Regions from separate parts of the Mus musculus genome. Here region 1 is linked to region 2. Evidence: chromatin contacts called from public Hi-C data. All regions are on one chromosome and are shown on one strand. Each heading gives the region's core, a stretch centred on a gene start, on an enhancer-like site or on the middle of the called end of the contact. The rest is flanking DNA. Distances are from core to core; before and after follow the strand shown.

Region 1 (4,545 bases), core at 1,421-3,920, 66 kb before region 2:
CTCATGACTACTGGGACAGCTCCTCAAGACCCTTCTCCCCATCCCCCTTCTCCCCCCCATCTCCCTTCCCCTCCCCCCTCCCCTCTAACAGCATCCCTGGACAAAACTAAGCACAGAAATGTGGACAAGAAGGCGGGAGGATTAAGTCACCCTTAGCTTTTCTCCTCAGTTAAACAGAGCAGAATTAAGATGCCTTTTGGGCTCACTTTTGGGAGATGAAAATATTTGTTTCTAAGGCTCTTGCAATCCTGGATGAAAAGCCCACCTCGGTTGTAACTCACTGTGATCGAGCTGTTCCGAGGCAGGCCCTCCCCCAGCCCAGGCCCTCCAACTTGTTCAGATTTTAGGCAAGAGGTTCCACAGTCACCCTAGGGAAAAAAGTGGGACCCCTGTCCCAACCGAAACTGAATTCACTCAACCAGAATTATCCCCTATTGGCACCAGTGGCCCCACTGAGTCACCACAGCAAGTTCCGTGTCAGCATTTCTATATAAGCCAGGGTTTGCTAGGATCAGCCCACAGCCATAAACAAGTCTGCTCTAGGCACTGAAAAGAAAGCCAGGTGACACCACCCCCAAGTCTCCCAGGACAAGGATGAAGTCTGTGGTCCTCCTTTAGGGCATCAATTTAGGACATCAACTACAGTTGTCAAAATTCAAAATTGGTTCTTGGCTTGGTGTGTGTGTGTGTGTGTGTGCACGTGTGCACGCAGGCATGTGAACTAAAAGGTATTTGCTGCTTTGAGAACTTAGAAAAGGCCTGAGTTGAGCGTGTGCGATCCAAAGCCTTCTCCAGTGAACAGCAAAAGCAGCAGCGACACTGAGCCAGGCAGGGACCAGGACTCCTGCTGCCAACACCTACCTTCTGTTGGAACAGCGGTTCTGCCTCCTACCTCACAGGGAACAAACACTCCAAGAGCCAGGCCCAGGGACCTAGCCATGGGTAACCCATGCAGCCAGTGGGAAAGGGGTACCATCTAGTAAATAAAACTAGGCCCTTCCGCATGCTGCGTAAAATAATTATACAATGGTATTATATAACAATTATATTCATATCTTTATAGTATATAAACATAACAATTTTTACAATTATACAAATAGCAACTATACAGAACACGATGAGAAGATCAAGCGAACGTGTATATAAGCAGAGAGGGGTTCCCACTCTCTGACTCCTAAAAATGAGAAGTCTTTTAAAGAAAGGGGTTGCAATATTTTAAATTCTAATTGGTCCTGAATTTTTAAGAAGCTACCTTTGTTCACACACAAGATTGAATAAGATACGGGTGAAAAATACTTGCTACTCGTACATCAAGGGTTTTATATTTTGCTGCAGTAAAAGATCTGTGCAAAGAAAAACAAAATCACAAAGAAAAAAAATCAGAAGAAATAGACAATCGGTATGGAGAGGCAGCTTAAGCCTCTCCATAACAAGCCAATAGACATTGTCAGCAGTGAAAATATGCAGACTACCACTGGTAGCCAGGGGAAAAGCAGATTAATAGCATTGAAAGAAATGAGCTCCTCGTGCTTGCTGAGGATGCGCGGCAAAGAGCTCTCAGTGACGGCTAAGGAGTGATAAAACATGTGGCTGGTGGCATCCATTAAAAGATAAAATCCCAGAGAGGCTGGGGAAGGTAAGGGCTGCCAAGAAGCAGAGTGTGCTCTATGGACCACAAGCTGCCATTGATGTGTGAACTACGTGAACTGCAGGTTGGGAAGGCTTGAACGGCTGGACTGGACTCAGTGCCTCACGAGGGTGTTCGAGTGGGGGCCCGGCGTGCAGTTGGTACTTTGGTCTGAAAAACCACTTGGCTCGTTTTGAAGTACTGTAAGGAAACTTGGTAACTAACTAACGTCTGGTGCAGTGTCTAAGAGTTCAATTCCACCTTACCAGCCATGCGACAGAATGGAGTCCCACTTACCCAGAAGAGGACTTACCCAGCGGTGGCATCTTTTGCTGATGTTGGATGGATAGCCATAGAAGGAGAGAGCTCAATAAGACTCAGGGCAAGGTCAGGTCCAGACCTCCCCTTCCCTGTTTTGAGAAGGCCACCTCAAGCAGGCATACTTCCTTCCCAAACTTGCCTCAAGGCAAGCCTCCTTCCTCCAAAGAGGGCCTAACCGAAAGAGCTTGCAGCCCCCAGAGCTCAGACTGCCAAGATGGTGACCCTGCAGGGATAACAGAGACTAGTGGAGGTTCTTCCACATCTGTTACTGTAGCATGCCCACCTCCTCCCTCCCCCCACCTCCCTTCTCTCAGCCCCCTCCATTGGTGCTCCACCAAGTATGTCTGCTCCTGATCTGATGACAGATCGAAGAGAGCAAAACCTCAATGCTAAGAAGACTTGGACTAAGAGACACCCAAAGCAGCCTAAAATATAGAGATCCTTAAAGATATGAACGATGTGAAGCCATGATTGCTCAAGAGGTCAGAGAAAGATGGAAAGCCTAGGCCACTGGATACTACTGACCCTGATGCTCTCAAAGCAGAGGCTTGGAAAAAGAAGCTTGCTCTTGGGCATCAGCACAATAGCCAAGGTAAAGTGGAAAGAGGAACTCCGAGGCCCTGTCAAAAGTCAGCTTTGACATTCATGGGGTAAGCTGAGACAGGCAGTGAGGTGTGGTGTCAGTGCTCTGGGTTAGTGTGGAGAGCAGCTGACAGGGGTCAGCACTGAGAGGGGCTGGCAGGTTGGTCTAGGTATCAGCCACAGGGGCTGCTGCCTAAGGCAGCCAGCAATTAGAGAGATGACTCAGCAGACTTTTCTCTGGGGGAGCAAAGCTTGATTCACTGGGGCTGGCACTCCCTGTGGGCAGCGAAAAGCTCTGAACTCTTTTAGCTCTTAGGAGCTGGCAAGAAAGGAGACTGAGAAAATTCATGGACACACACACACGCACACACCGAGTGGATGAAGCAAAAGGCAGACTCCAGTAACTTCATATATACAAATACATGCATGCATACATACATACATACAGACCTACAGGCAGACATATATATGTTCACACATAGAATGGATGGAACAAAGCTCCAGCAAGCAGGCTCCAAGCATATCACATATACACACATATATACACATATACACACATATACACATATATACACACATACCTGGTGGGTGGGTGGAATAAGTTCCAACACATACCCACACAAGTTTTACATACATACGTACATACATACATACGTACATGCATACATACATATTTGATGGATGGAACAAAATTCCAACAACTTTAGTTTTTCTCCCATTGCCTATAAATCTCAGCAAAATCTTTCAAGCAGTATAAAATTACAATGTGATTTTACTTTTCTTCTAGTAAATGGTTACAAAGAAAAAAAAAAAAAAAAAAAAAAAAAAAAAACAAAACCAAGCCCAGTGTGTTCAATACCTCTACAAGAAATAACACTACATAGTGCAGGTAAAAAAAAAATTATTCCCAAGAACCCACGTTCATTTGTAACTAAGCAACTTGTTATAGATTAACAAAGTATAAGCAAGCAAGGTAGTTTTCTTATTGGCAGGCAGCAATTTGCGGTTACAAAGATAGGGTTAATTATTTTATTATTTATCTTCAAAAGTAGCCTCATAAGAATCTTAAAAGAGTCACAAATCTAAACTTTTACATAAAAATCAATCATATGTATTTTAAATCCCCAGAATACATATCTAGCCATCAGCAGTTCTTATTAAATCATATCAGGAAGCTGAGGGCAAAAATTAGTACAAGAAATTAGTCATCCCCAGCCCAGCCTCAGTGAGGGGCGTGTCAGCCAGTGCGGCCATTGTTCTTGTTCCTTGACCTTAAAAGGTCCCTAACTTGACCATTTAAAAGTGTGCCTTTCTAGCCGGGCGTGGTGGCACACGCCTTTAATCCCAGCACTTGGGAGGCAGAGGCAGGTGGATTTCTGAGTTCAAGGCCAGCCTGGTCTACAAAGTGAGTTCCAGGACAGCCAGGGCTACACAGAGAAACCCTGTCTCGAACCCCCCCCCCCAAAAAAAACAAAAAAACAAAAAAACAAAAAAGTGTGCCTTTCTGAACTTCAAATGGTTCCCTAAGGTGTTTTACATCAGAGGCGGCAGCAGAAATATTCTAACCTAGCTTCGTTAACAATTTATTTTCCCAGATGCTTTCTAAGGGTGGTGGTCATAGCTGACGCTCTGTCTCTAAGTTCTTCCCTAGGGTGGTGACTGAGTCATCAATCTGCTCCGGCAGGGATGCCTTGAGTGAGATCGAGCATTAGTATTGTGAGCGCCAGAGATGCCGCCCAGTGAGGGGTGGAAACCTCCTTAGCCTTTTCATACAATTCTTAGATGAAGAAGGATGTGAAGGCAGCAAGCAGGGCAGATCTCTGTAACAGCATGAAGTCCTCGGGCCATGCCTGTCAAGGCAAAGCCATCATGGCTGCGCTAACCATTGGGCAATATCCCACAAGTTCTAAAGTTCTAAAACCATTTGCCGTCCCTCCTACCCAGCTCTCGGCAAAGGCCAGAAGTCACTTCTGAGCTGGCCCGACTTGGCCCACATATATTGATGTACGTAAGGA
Region 2 (4,419 bases), core at 1,210-3,709:
CTCCCGGGGCAGCCCAGTGGGCCGATTTTTAGAAAGTTGTGTTGCCACAAAGAGAATGTCAACCTGTTCGAATTCTTCTGGAGGGTGCATGAATGGAGACAGGGCAGCCAGTTGGCTGGAGGCCATTCTGAGCACAAAGGCGGGGACCAGCTGTGCCAGGTGTGTTTAAAGTTTGTCTTCCCTTTGCTGCCCCCCCATATTTCATGATGGACACTATTGTGGGAAGGCACATTCAGTCCGCTGTGTATTTCTGTCAGAAAGGCTAGAAAGAAAAAGGGGAGGTGCTGGGCGGGAGGCGGCTTTTGTGCTGAGGTAAATAGTCTATTGCTCAGACTCTTTCTTCTCTTCGTGTTCATGGGGCCAGGAGGGTAGACATTTACTGACTCTCCTACGTTCCTTCCTCTCCATAAAAGTCTGAGTCCTAGCTCAGTAGGATTTCCCACCCCACCCCACCCCTACCCCCGCCTCCCTTGGCTGCCCAACCTATAGCAACAACTCAGTGAGTCCTTTAGTTCTCTGAAAGCACAGAGCTATGTGTCAGGCTCTTGACCACAAGGCAGTCTCCATATACATTGCTCTAAAGCAGTAGGTACCCAGGAGAAGATACATCGAAGGGTTCCTTCTACCTTAAATTACAACAGAAGCTGGGAGGAAAGGGTAGGAATCCACTCAATTACAGCAAATCAGGGTTTCACGAGGCATTAGACTAAGAAAATTATTTTTCATGGCTAAATTAGCAACAGCTATTAGGTCAAATATCAGCACGGCTACGATTTTAGAGATGAAGCATTAAAACCATTTTGCCCTCAGATAATTTAGGAGGAATTCATTCACAAAGAAAGCAGTGGGCTCTCACATTCAGCTTCCTATCTGGGGCAAAGAACAGGTGTCTGGGGTGACCAGTTACTACCCATTAAAGACCTGAGGTTCAATATAGGCAAGGTACAAGTGTGGGCCAACCGTTCTTCATGGCTGCCCTGTACAACGCTCAGGGGTGGTGCAGGTGGCTGAGCTGAGAGTGGCATGGGCCTCTGTGCATAAAGCCCATGGAATAAATAAAAAAAAACATATCTCCAGAGGGACCCAGGACCACCTATGGGCCAACAGTGGCTTCAGACCTCCTCACACACAAACATACACACATCTAAAATAGGAATGCAGGCACCGCCGTGGCCTCATACAGGGCCTCTTCCCTCAGAAACGTGTGGTAGAGATTCTCAAAGTCAAGCTGGATCCATTGGTCCCATACTGGGCTCACAGGTAACGCAGGGAGATTTGTTGCTTTGTCCTGGGGGTGGGCAGTGTTTGTGTGTGTGTCCCAAGCATGCCTGCCACCCTGTCTTATACTCCTAATCGACAAATGACCACACTAAGAGCCACATTTTGTTAAAGACTGCCTGCAGAAATATCCCGTGGGTGTACCCAAGCTCGTATGCAGCTGTTAGCTAGGAAGACAGCCCTTCAGAACACCGCGGCTCTTCTGTGATATTTGGAGGTGATCGTTGACGTTCAAACGGGAGAAGGCATGGCTCTCTCTTTGCACCAGAAGTTCCAATACACTTCTTTGTTGTTGTTTTTTGTTTGTTTGTTTTTTGTTTCAAGAAAGGGTTTCTCTATGTAGCCCTGGCTGTCCTGGAACTCACTCTGTAGACCAGGCTAGCCTCGAACTCAGAAATCCACCTGCCTCTGCCTCCCAAGTGCTGGGATTAAAGGCGTGAGCCACTTCTTTTGGATCTCTAGCGGAAGTGCCCGATACAACCCTTCCATCCAAACCCTGAGAGGCTCTATACGAAGAAAAGAAAGGGAAAGGTCTGGGCAGAACCTCTGCTCAACGGCAAGAAATCCCAAACCATGCAGGCAATGTTAGAGGCACCCCACCAAGAGGGCTTAGCCATCAGAGGAGAAGCCTTGTCTATCCCAGAAGCGCTCTTACACATCAGATCTGTGCCCAACAAGGATGGCGAGAGGAAGCCAAGAGAGGAATCAGGATGTCCAGCTCAACTGTCAGTAATCTTTTCTACAGAGGCAGGGATCTGGATATCGCATTTCTGAGAGTGCTCCATAGGGCTGTTGCCGTGATCTGGTCAGATGAACGGACGAGGAAACCCAGAATGTGCCTGAGGGGTCATCAGGAGACAGGTATTGGTCCCCAGGCCCTGTGACCTTGGGCCAAATAGGAAACCAACCCAGTCTTAAAGGATCTTTGGATACGCAGCTCCTCCCATCGCGTCAGCACCAGCAGCGGCCAACAGGTGGCAGGAGAGCTTCGGGAAGCACTCACCTGAGGGCCATGCTGGTCCCCTCACTACAGCCGGAAGAAACCAAGGTCTGGCTTTCTCGGGTCTGGCTTTCTCGCAGAGCTTGAGAAGGACTGGAAGCCACCGGGGGCTGGAACAGCCTGGGAGAGATGCAGAGAGCCACTTTGGAGTCAGGGCCTTCGCTCTAGTCCCACCAGGCACCAGCAGCGCACAGCCTCCTCGGCTGGGTACCACGGATGGAGAGCAGGATAACACCCGCCTCATCCCAGCTGCGCCCACCCAGCCAACCCCCTAGTGCTCCGGTCCAACAGAGCGAGCATCTGGCTTGCCCTCCCTGGGTCGAGGGTTTTAAATTATTTATAAAGATCCAGAGTCAGAATGGAGGTGGCTGGAGGTGAGAGAAGCTGAAAATATGGGGTCCGGACCGTCATCAGGCACCCCCCTTCTTGACTGCCTGCTACAATTACTGACATACAATTACGGTTTTTGTTTTTTAATCTGAATGGCAACTGTGGACTTTTCCCCGCGTTTTAAAAATAACTAACATTTCCTACCACCAAATTCCAGAGCTGACAGAGGGAACCCCTCGGCATGGCCGCAGGGCTTTATGATGTATCGCCCCACGCGTTAGACAGCAAAAGGAACCCATCAGCTTTAATTTGTTCTGCTCTGGTCAGAATTGAGGTCTCTAGAAGCCCGTCCATATACTTTCCAATTTTAAGTTTGAGAACGCTAAACTAATGATGTGAAACTAATGTGGTGTAACTCCAAGTGCCCTCTCTGCCAGTAGGAAATAATTTCTGCAGAGCTTCTAAAAACCAAACCAAACCAAACAAATAAATCAAATGGTTTTACAATGTGGAAAAGCCGGGAGAGCCGACTAAGTTGAAGTCCTGTTTAGGGGGAGGCCGGAGGGCTTGAGCAGCATGGAGCCAGCGACTCAGTCCCTCGCAGGAGGCTGCTGGGCTCTGGGTGTCTGCAGCTGGGAGCAGTCCTTGCTCAAACTCTGGCCCAGCACGCCTCGAGAAAGCAATCTGGGTCACAAATTCAACATGACAGTTTTAACAAATACGATTTCAGCTTTTATATTTGGATTTAGGAAGGGGATGATGGCCTTACCCGGAATCACTATTAAATAGTAAGCTTATAACATGTTTGCTGACGGCGATATAGACCCTGCTTCTAATTAACTTTAAAGCATGCTGCCGATCCTGCTTATGCCGACAAGGAAAACAAAGCTGGCTGCTGAGCAGACTCAGGCGAGAGGCAAACGTACAGAACTTGTACGAAATGGACAGGGTTTTGTTTTTTGTTTTTTGTTGTTTTTTTTTCCTACCTGAACCTGCCAGAAGAGCCTTTAAAAATTCAAGCTACTTTTTAAAGATTTACAAGATTTTTTTTCTCCCTCTACCAATTAGCATATCAATTTTTTTTTAGTATTTTAAAATAGGCTGAAAGTGGCAGCTTCAGCTTTAAGACTACAAACTTTTTTTAATGAATTTGCTTTATTATGAAATCGCAGCGTTTGTTAATGAAAGGGAATTGGTTGCATCTGTCTATTTACAGGTTGATTTTTTAAAAAATATCTACTAGTCATTTAGCCAATGTAGAAAGCAAATAAATATTTCTCCCATGTCAGTTTTTTTAATTTCCTCAGAAACAGCATCTCTTTATTATCTGTGACAGACTGAAATGAAAATCATTGTTTAAACATCGCAGGTTTTTATATTTGCTAGAATGTTTGGAGTACAAAGCTGGCACGGTTTTGTTGTACACACATATAGTCTGACTTGACTATCTCATACTTAGGGCTTGCTAACATAGATCACTCTGAAAAAGACAAACAGGCTACCATAAAAGAGAAGAAATAAATAATGCCTAAGAATGCCTTTGGTTCCAGCGAGTGGCAAGTTACTATTATCCTAGTATTTGAAAACATTCATTTTGGAATTAACCAAGACTCTAATAATATAACTGCCCGACCCCATATGTCCAATGTGGGGTTAGGGAAAGAGTTCACACAACACTGAGTTTGGTTTTAGTCAAGAAATTAAGGTTATCTGAGTAAGTCAGCCCTGGTAACTGGGGTCAGATCTCGTTCTACTTACTGGCCCAGCAGAAGGCAGGCTTCCCAGGGAACTTTTCGAGTGTATGTGCCTCT

The links. Hi-C and Micro-C count contacts between places; a contact is called where the count stands out from the background.
Region 1: a contact with region 2 is called in a Hi-C map of the N1E-115 cell line, with 4 times the contacts expected there. The contact joins two enhancer-like sites. A contact is called at or near these places in 4 of 484 Hi-C or Micro-C datasets (the N1E-115 cell line, cerebellar granule neurons, cranial neural crest and 1 more) and 1 of 115 datasets of contacts at active chromatin or transcription factors (embryonic stem cells).

Annotation. Positions count from the first base shown.
Region 1 is chr13:56,027,421-56,031,965 of GRCm38.p6, reverse strand. It overlaps the pseudogene Gm47072. Among named protein-coding and RNA genes, the nearest start is that of Gm31485, 91 kb to the left of the region's middle. Within about 2 kb of position 2,670, at least 12 of the 459 cell types and tissues checked have an H3K27ac peak or open chromatin away from gene starts, as enhancers often do. A contact at or near this core is called in the N1E-115 cell line, where this site is marked.
Region 2 is chr13:55,961,286-55,965,704 of GRCm38.p6, reverse strand. No RefSeq gene overlaps it. Among named protein-coding and RNA genes, the nearest start is that of Gm31542, 53 kb to the right of the region's middle. Within about 2 kb of position 2,459, at least 26 of the 459 cell types and tissues checked have an H3K27ac peak or open chromatin away from gene starts, as enhancers often do. A contact at or near this core is called in the N1E-115 cell line, where this site is marked.